2 separate regions of the Sus scrofa genome follow, and region 2 is linked to region 1. Evidence: chromatin contacts called from public Hi-C data. All regions are on one chromosome and are shown on one strand. The core of a region is the stretch at or near the end of the contact, and the rest is flanking DNA. Distances in the headings are between cores, read along the strand shown. Region 1 holds the start of LIMK1 (LIM domain kinase 1). Region 2 holds the start of RCC1L (RCC1-like G exchanging factor-like protein).

Region 1 (4,286 bases), core at 497-2,996:
GGCCGCAGCTCGCACACACGGGCAACTCGCTTCCTGCAGGGGAGAGAAGGGCGTTGGGAACCATTCTCAGGCAGGGCAGTTTGCTGCAAGCCTGCCTGACCCCACATGCACATCCACAGATCCTGGTGCACACACGCAGCGCCAGGCTGAGCTGTGCAGGACTGAGCACGTAGGTCTGAGAGTCTTGCTGAGACCACGGCTACGTCACCAAGCCCCTCTGCGCCTCAGTTTCTCTATCTGTAAACCGAGGAGGAGGAGCAGATGTCTGCCCTCCAGCAATGGCATTCTTCAACGCAGGGTCCGGCAAGAGAAAATGGGGAGAGAGAAAGCAGCATGATTTAGAAATAAGGCAGTGGCACTCCTGTCACAGCTCCCTTTCCTCCCCTGCCTGCCCAGGAAGTGGACCCTTCAAAGGGCAGGGACCGGACAGAGCTATGGAAGGCCTGGCTATGCCCTGGCCTAACAAGGGGCCAGGGCCACAGGGCTGAGCAATCCCAGACACCTGCTCCGGGGAGGCCTGGCACCTGGTCAAGCTGGCCTCTAGGCATGCTTAGTCATCCTTAGGGCCTGGCACCCTTGGGGCTGGGTGGGCCCTAGAGATCCCCCAGCTTGCCCCTTCCTGTTATACAGATGGGGAGACTGAACCCTGGAAAGGGTAAGGCTGGCTGGGTCACTAGCCAGGCTCCAAGACCCTCCAAGAGGACCTAGAGACCCAGGGGCTACCATAAGGTGGGCCCCTGCTCCAAGTGGGCCTTCACAGACCTGGGGGAAGGCTGGCAGGAGTCCTAGGAGAGGGCAGGGCTGGAGGGGCCAGCACAGTAGGATCTTTGTTGGAACAGGAAGGCCTATGAGGTGGCTCAGCAACAGAAAGCTGGGAAAGAAGACCCCATGGAGGGAATCTGGGGTGGGGGGGCTTCATACCCTAACTGTCCTGCAAGGCCAAGGCTTGGGGCCCAGTAGGGGCAAGGGACGCTAGAGGACGCTATTATGAGTCATCCTCCCAGCCAAGACTGGCAGGCACTAGGTTTGGTGCAGAGAGAGGGGTTGGGGGCCCCAGTACACAGCCAAAGGTTCCATGCAGGCGCACCTCTGCTCTGCCCACCCGGCTCCCAACAACGAGGACCGGGGCCCAACTGTCCAAAAGGGTAAACTGAGGCCTGGCCGGTAGCGCCTGGCTCAAGGTCACGAGTCGGCCAGGCGCGGGGCTGCGCCTCGGACCCAGAACTGCGGCTTCCCCAGCATCTCTTCTTTCCCAAACGGGCTAGAGAATGGGTAAGGGCTGGGCAGGCGGTGCTAGGGATTCCTCCGGGGTGGTCGTGGGTCGGGGGATGGGAGAAGGTAGGGATGAAAGGGAGGAGGGGCCCTCCGCCCGCGGGAGGGCAGCCCACCCGGGCGAGGAGGGGGAAACGGGATGGGAGCGTATCAGGGAGGGGCCTACGGGCTTCGGAAGGACGAGCTCATCCCGGAGGACACAGGGGCGCGGCCCGGCGGCAGACCCGGCCTCCACGGCGGCCCGGCCCGGCCCCCTCCCGTGCCCCCCGCTTCCCCGTCTTCCCCCGCGCGGCGCCCCCGCCCGCCAGGCCCCGGGGTCGGCGTCCCGCCGGCCAGCGCCCCGCGCACCTTCCTCTCCCATACGTTCTTCCCTCCAGGTGCAACAAAGTAGCGTCAACCTCATGCACTCGGCGGGGGGCGGGGCCCGGCGGGGCTGGGGCTGGGGGCGGCCCGGGCCCGGTGCGCTCGCCCGCAGCCGCCACCGCCGCCGCCGCCGCCGCCGGCCCGGGAGGCGGGGGCGGAGAGCGCGGGCCGGGCCGGAGTGGGCTCGGGGCTCGCGGCGCCGCCGCCGCCTCTCGGACACCGGCACCGGCTCCGCGCCGCGGCGGCCTGGGCACCAAGCGGAGGGGCGGGCCGGGGCGGGGCCTCGGAGCTGCGGCACGGGGGCGGGGCGGGGCGCGGGCGAGCGGCGGATCTGCCCTGCGCGGCCCCGCCCCGCGCCTTCAGCGGCGCCCCGCCCCGCCCGGCCCCGCTCGGCTCGGCTCCTGCTTTCATTCATCTTTCCTGAACGGCAATTCTCTGCTCGGCGCCCCCGAGCCAAGCGGAAAGCTGCGGCTTAGGTGGGATACGTGCTCTGATTCAGCGACAACCTAGGGGATGTAGAAACTCCAATTAGGGGCCTCAGTTTCCCCGCGGGGAGCGCCTCTGACCCCAAGCCTGCTGGATAGAACCTAGAACCGAGACCTGACCCGGAGGAGAAGTTCTGGACCCTGAGGACCGTAGTGGTTGCCTCAGGGAGGGGCGCCTGCCAGGTCCTCTCCCTCTCTGAGGCCTGCCAGTGAAGGCAGGCTCCGGCAGGGACGGGGGGAAGGAGATGGCCACGTTTCAGGCCCTCACCAGCTAGGCAGGGGCGCTAAGGGAGCAGGACCTTGGGGAGGATGTGACACCTGAGCTCAGGGATTTGCTTCTCCTAGTGCTGGAGACCGGGAGCTGGCGCCGCCCTGCCCCTGGTTCAGGGGGCACAGCTGGATGGGGTTTTGGCTGAGTGAAGTGGCCAGAGGAATTGGGCGGTCCCTAAAGCACACGGTGCTCAGTCCAGCACTGGGAGCCTGGAGCACCCCGCCAACAGCTGAAGAATCTACAACTAACCCTTACAGAATGGACTTGTGGCCACAAAAGATTCTTGAAAAGAAGCCAGAGATTGGAGTTCCTGTTGTGGTGCAGTGGTTAACGAATCTGACTAGGAACCATGAGATTGCAGGTTTGATCCCTGGCCTTGCTCAGTGGGTTAAGGATCTGGCGTTGCCGTGAGCTGTGGTGTAGGTCGCAGACGCAGCTCGGATCCCACATTGCTGTGGCTCTGGTGTAGGCCGGTGGCTACAGCTCTGAGTAGACCCACTAGCCTGGGAACCTACATATGCCCTGCGAGTGGCCCTAGAAAAGGAAGAAAAAAAAAAAGGCAGAGATTGAAGACTGTGAGACTAGCGAAGAGGGAGTTCCTGTTGTGGTGCAGGGGGTTAAGAATCTGGCTAGTATCCATGAGGACGCAGGTTTTTTTTTTTTTTTTTTTTTTTTTTGTTGTTGTTGTTGCTATTTCTTGGGCCGCTCCCGCGGCACATGGAGGTTCCCAGGCTAGGGGTTGAATCGGAGCTGTAGCCACTGGCCTATGCCAGAGCCACAGCAACGCGGGATCCGAGCCGTGTCTGCAACCTACACCACAGCTCACGGCAACGCTGGATCATCAACCCACTGAGCAAGGGCAGGGACCGAACCCGCAACCTCATGGTTCCTAGTCGGATTCGTTAACCACTGCGCCACGACGGGAACTCCAGGACGCAGGTTTGATCCCTGGCCTCCCTCTGTGGGTTAAAGGATCAGGCATTACCATGAGCTGCAGTGTAGGCCACAGATGCAGCTTGGATCTGGCATTGCTGTGGCTGTGCAGCTCTGATTTGACCCCTAGCCCTGGAGCCTTCATATGCAGCAGGTGCGACCCTTTAAAAAAAAAAAAAAAAGACAAGCAAAGAGAGAGCGTGGGCACTTCCCTGTCTTGTAGGAGCTCCTTGTCAGCCACAGTTCCTGGTGAAGCCAAGGATCAGCTCATCGGATCTGACATATTCAGCCACATTGTTCATCCAAGTTATTAAGCCTTTTTTTTTTAACCAAAAGCAAAAAAAAAGCAGTTTTGTCCTTTTAATTCATATTGTTCATCTTATCTTTACAACATTCTCCTTAAGCACTGTTTTTGCATTGATATGTGGTGAACATATTTATATAGTGAAGCATGTATCTAACTCGTTAAGTGAAGACGTCTATGCGTGTGGCTCTCATCTTAATTTGGGCGCCCTGGCTTGGATGTGTTAGGCTTTTCTTTTTGGCCACCCCCCCGGCACATGGACTTTCGGGGCCAGGGGTCAGATATGAACCACATCTGGGGCAACGTAACCCATGGTGCTTATGGGCTGGGGATCGAACCTGCATCCTGGCACTGCAGAGGCACCACCCATCCGGTTGCGCCACAGCAGGAACTCCTATTTGGGGTCTTTTGTGGTCCTATAGGAATTTTAGGATTGTTTCTGTGGGAGGATGTGGGCTGAAGACCTATTCTACCAGTGCCATCTTGCTAATGTCATCTCCCTGTAGTTTTCCTGCAGTCTTTGGCTTTGGTAGCAGGCTAATGCTGGCCTCTTAGAATGAACTTGGAAAGGTTTCTCCTTTTCGGTCTTTTGGAAGAGTTTCAGGAGGATTGGTATAAATTCTTCTTTAAATATTTGGTAGAAGTCACCAGTGAAACC
Region 2 (4,440 bases), core at 1,119-3,618, 660 kb before region 1:
AAAATATAAGGTCAATATACAATAACTAACTATTTCTATGTAAAAGCTATGAACACTTCAAAAATGAAAGAATGCAATTCTATTCAAAAGAGCAACCAAAAAGAATAAAATGCTTAGGAATAAATTTAACAGATGTGTAAGATCTGTACACCGTAAACTACAAAAAACATAGTTGAGAGAAATTAAAGACCTAATTGTCTTTTTTTTTTTTTTGTCTTTTCTAGGGCCAAACCCACGGCATATAGAGGTTCCCAGGCTAGGGGTCTAGTCGGAGCTGTAGCCGCCGGCCTACACCACAGCCACAGCCACGGATCCAAGCCACATCTGCGAGCTATACCACAGCTCACAGCTCACAGCAACGCCAGATTTTCAACCCACTGAGCAAGGCCAGGGATGGAACCTGCAACCTCATGGTTCCTAGTCAGATTTGTTAACCACTAAGCCACAACAGGAACTCCTTAAAAACCTAATTAAATGGGGAGACATTACATGTTCATAGATTAGAAGACACAAAATTGCTTAGATGGCATTTGTGTCCAAATCAACGTATAGATTCAATGTAATCGCTATCAAAATCTCAGTAGGTACTGTCGCAGAAATTAACAAGCTAGTCCTAAAATTTATATGGAAAAGCAAAACACCCAGAAGAGCCAAAATTTACCTTTCGCAATTTCAAAACTAGTTATAAAGCTACAGTAATCAAGAGTGTACTTTTAGCATAATGAGAAACATATAGATCAATGGATCAGAATTGAGAGTTCCAGAATAAATCCTTACATTTACAGTCATACTGATTTTCACAAAGGTGCCAAGACAATTCAGTAAGGAAATAATTTCAACTAATGATAATACTAGCCACATTCTACTCTCACTTCCACAGCACCCAAAAGTCAACTCGAATGACTAGCTTGTTAACCTAAATATAAGAACGAAAACTATGACGTTCCTAGACAATACCTTAGGAAAATTATCTTTGTAATCTTAGATTAGGCAAAGATTTCTCAGATATACCAAATATACGATTCACAGTAGAAAAACTTAACTGAATTTCATTAAAATTAAAAGCTTATGCTCTCCCAAGGGCAGTATTAAGAAATGAAAAAGAAAATCCATAGATTGGCAGAAAATATTTCCACCTTATATATATATATATATATAATATATATATATATATATATGACAAGGTACCTAATCCAGAATACATAAATAACTCTTACAACTCAAAATGAAGAAATCAAAACAACTTTTCAATCATCTGGAGCTTAAATTCCCTGTTTTTCTCGATCTACCCTTTTCATTAAAAAATCACTGGATATCCTTGAAAGAGAAGTCAGAAGCCAAACCGATCAAATTTGCTTCTTTTTCACCACCCATCAAGATGTCCACAACCACCCGAGGCAAGAATCTATCCTAAGCATCCATTTTTGCACTAATGGGTGCTGGCTGCCGAGACAAACTCCCGTCCCGCAACGATTCTTTGCATCACCTTTTCAAAACTGAGTAAACTCAGGGGCCTTCATCCTTCCCCTCATTCCTGTAAGCGCTCTAGTTTCCTTTCCAAGTAGTTCATCGACTCCAGCCAGCCACGTTTTCTCCGACCTCATAAAATCGTCTTTCCTAAAATCAGAACTTCTGCTGGAGCCTGGCCCGAGGGCGAATCCTAGTATACAAACTTCAACCAGCTGCGGGGCCACGGACCTTCCTCTCAACCTCTCTGAGCCTCCCTTTCCTCGCCCATAACTGTGCCACAAACCCGACTCCTGGGGTGATGCGCAAATGAGAGACAAAACACCTAGGACATTTCGCCACTCCCTCAACTTGGCAGCGCCCTAGGGCCTCCCCCCGCCCGCAGCCCGGTCGAGGATCTTTCTCCCCGAAGTCCGTCCACCCGTCGCCAAGTGCCTCGAGAGACGGCGGCGGAGACCCGAGGAGGAAACGGAGGAAGGGAGGGAGCTGCAGAGCGCACCTTTTGGTCCAGCTCCAGGCGGTAAGGTACACACTGGATCCTGCGGCGCGGCCGCAAGCCGGCGTGAGGATGGGGCCCAGAGCTGGGCAGCACGAAGGTGGGCACGCCCAGCGCCCCCGAGAAGCTGAAGCCCCACACGAAGATGCGGTCGGCGCGGGCCGCACGCTCGCCCACGTACTGGAACACCGGCGCCTCCGCCTCGGCCTCGGCCGCCTCGCGCCGACTCCGAGAGCGCCCGGCCGCCGTCCAGTGCCCGCGCCCCAGCCGCAGCCCCAGCCCCAGCCCCCGCCCGCTCAGCCAGTTCCCCAGCCGAGCCCTCGCCGCCAGCGCCACCAGCGCCATCCTCCGCTTCACGTTTCAGCCGCTCCTGGGCGCTGCCATATTGGTGACCCTTGACCCCAAGCCCCGGCGGAAGAACCCAGGGTCACGTTTACGAATGGGTGAAGGCAAAGACGCTGAGGGTAGCCAATGGCTCAAGGAGGCGAGAGGGCTGGGCGGAGCCTGTTAGTCCCCGATCCTGAGTGAGTCGACCTGGGGAACCCTTCCCGGCCCTGCCCACTTAGTTTGCAACTTTTCGCGGTGCTGCAGCAGCCCGCAGCCGGCCTGAACTCACTCTCCTTGCCGCACAGCGCACGTTTGCGGAGCACGCTGCTGGCTCTGGTGGGCACTTTCATTTTGCTTTTTTGGCAGTCGGCAGGAGTAAAATTTAAGGGGTTGCCTACTCTGTACGACTCCAGCGTAGTGCTCGCCCCCTACCCACGGTCCCTCGTCATTTCTTACCTGGCCGTGTTGCCTCTGTTCCCGCTCTCCCGCCGCTGGGTCAGTGCTGCAATCCCTGCTGTTTTCCACAGCATCACCTCTGCCCCTCAGCCCGTCACTCCCCTTAAGTCAGGTGGCTCTGCCTGTTAAACAGCTTAACAATAACCCACAACCTTCGGACCAACTCAGGGGGCTCTGCTTGTAATTTCTAAACCCCAGGGATTTTTCAGGTTTCCTCACGTTGCACACAGTGCCTCGAATGCCCTCCCCACTGCCCTCCTCTCACCGCAGATGCCTAGCAAATTCCTACTCACCTTCAAGGATCCAGCTGGAGCACCTTCTTCAAGGTTTCATAACGGCAGATTGTCCTCACCGGTTTAGTACTAGAGTTTAGCATGCAACGGAGGACGCCCTCATGAGCGATTTGGGAGTCTGAGCACCTGGGTTCCTGTGCTGGCTCTGCTACTGACCTGCTCCCTGATGTTAGGAGGTTGTCTCCCTTCTCTGGATCTCATCTCTAAAATGAGGAGGTTAAAAAAAAAGAAATGAAGTTTAAAAATAAATGAGCTGTGGAGTTCCCATTGTGGCTCAGTGGGTTAAGAACCCGACTAGTGTCCATGAGGATGCGGATGCTGTCCCTGGCCTCGATTAGTGGGGTTAAAGGATCCAGCATTGTCGTCAGCTGCGGTGTAGGTCACAGACGTGTCTTGGATCTGGTGTTGCTGTGGCTGTGGTGTAGGCCAGTGGCTACAGCTCCAATTCGACCTCTAGCCTGGGAACTTCCCTATGCTGCAGGTGCAGCTTAAAAAAGAAAAAGGAGGAGTTTCCGTCGTGGCGCAGTGGTTAACGAATCCGACTAGGAACCATGAGATTGCAGGTTCAATCCCTGGCCTTGCTCAGTGGGTTAACGATCCGGCGTTGCCGTGAGCTGTGGTGTAGGTTGCAGACTCGGCTCGGATCCCGAGTTGCTGTGGCTCTGGCGTAGGCCGGTGGCTGCAGCTCCGATTCGACCCCTAGCCTGGGAACCTCCATATGCTGCAGGAGCGGCCCAAGAAATAGCAAAAAGACAAAAAAAAAAAAAAAGGAAAAGGAAAAAATAGAAGCAATGTTTGAATTTCGTGGCCTGTAGGTGCTCTTGCAGCCCATTATGATCCATGACAGTCATTCCCAAATATTAACCCCAAATGCTGAGAGCAAACTATCTCTTTTAGATTTTCCTTCTCTTGCCTCCTTTTCTCTCCTCTTTGCTTCATAGCTGTGACAACTCTAATAATAGCTAGTTATTTTGCCCGCAAAAGTGAGTTTATTCAGGAGTAGGAAGAGAAATTGCAGCTTGGGAAGCATAAGCTACGGCAGACCACAGGCAAATCCAGAAAACAAGAAAAGGGAACTTGCTTTTATAGGGAAAAGAGGATAATTGGGAGGGGCTATGATAACCAAAGAATCCATTGGAGAAAGCTGGAAGCCCAAAGTATGGAGGCTTCTCATTGGATGACCTGCTAAAGCAAAGGCACCTTCCTGTCCCAGATGTAGGCATTTGTCTCCTGTTTCGAGTGATTGAAGCCGCATGGTGGGGCTTGAGAGCGCCCTCTACAGGCCTTTCCCAACTCCGACGTTAGCTGTCAATTTCACAACACCTACATTGGATTAGATGGGCAAAAAAAAGTTTAACCTTAACTATGTACAACTTTTTAATTTGTCAATTTTACCTCCAT

What was found. A called contact is a pair of places that touch in the nucleus more often than the background predicts.
Region 2: a Hi-C map of liver shows a contact between it and region 1, with 6 times the contacts expected there. The contact joins the promoter of RCC1L here to the promoter of LIMK1 in region 1. A contact is called at or near these places in 3 of 47 Hi-C or Micro-C datasets (embryonic fibroblasts, heart right ventricle and liver) and 1 of 2 datasets of contacts at active chromatin or transcription factors (alveolar macrophages).

The regions. Positions count from the first base shown.
Region 1 is chr3:11,250,280-11,254,565 of Sscrofa11.1, reverse strand. It overlaps LIMK1 (LIM domain kinase 1), which reads right to left and starts at 1,746. Exons shown (of 16, transcript XM_021086335.1): 1 at 1,621-1,746; 2 at 1-33. The coding sequence starts at 1,675.
Region 2 is chr3:11,913,468-11,917,907 of Sscrofa11.1, reverse strand. RCC1L (RCC1-like G exchanging factor-like protein) reads right to left here and starts at 2,368. Exons shown (of 11, transcript XM_003354511.5): 1 at 1,967-2,368. The coding sequence starts at 2,308.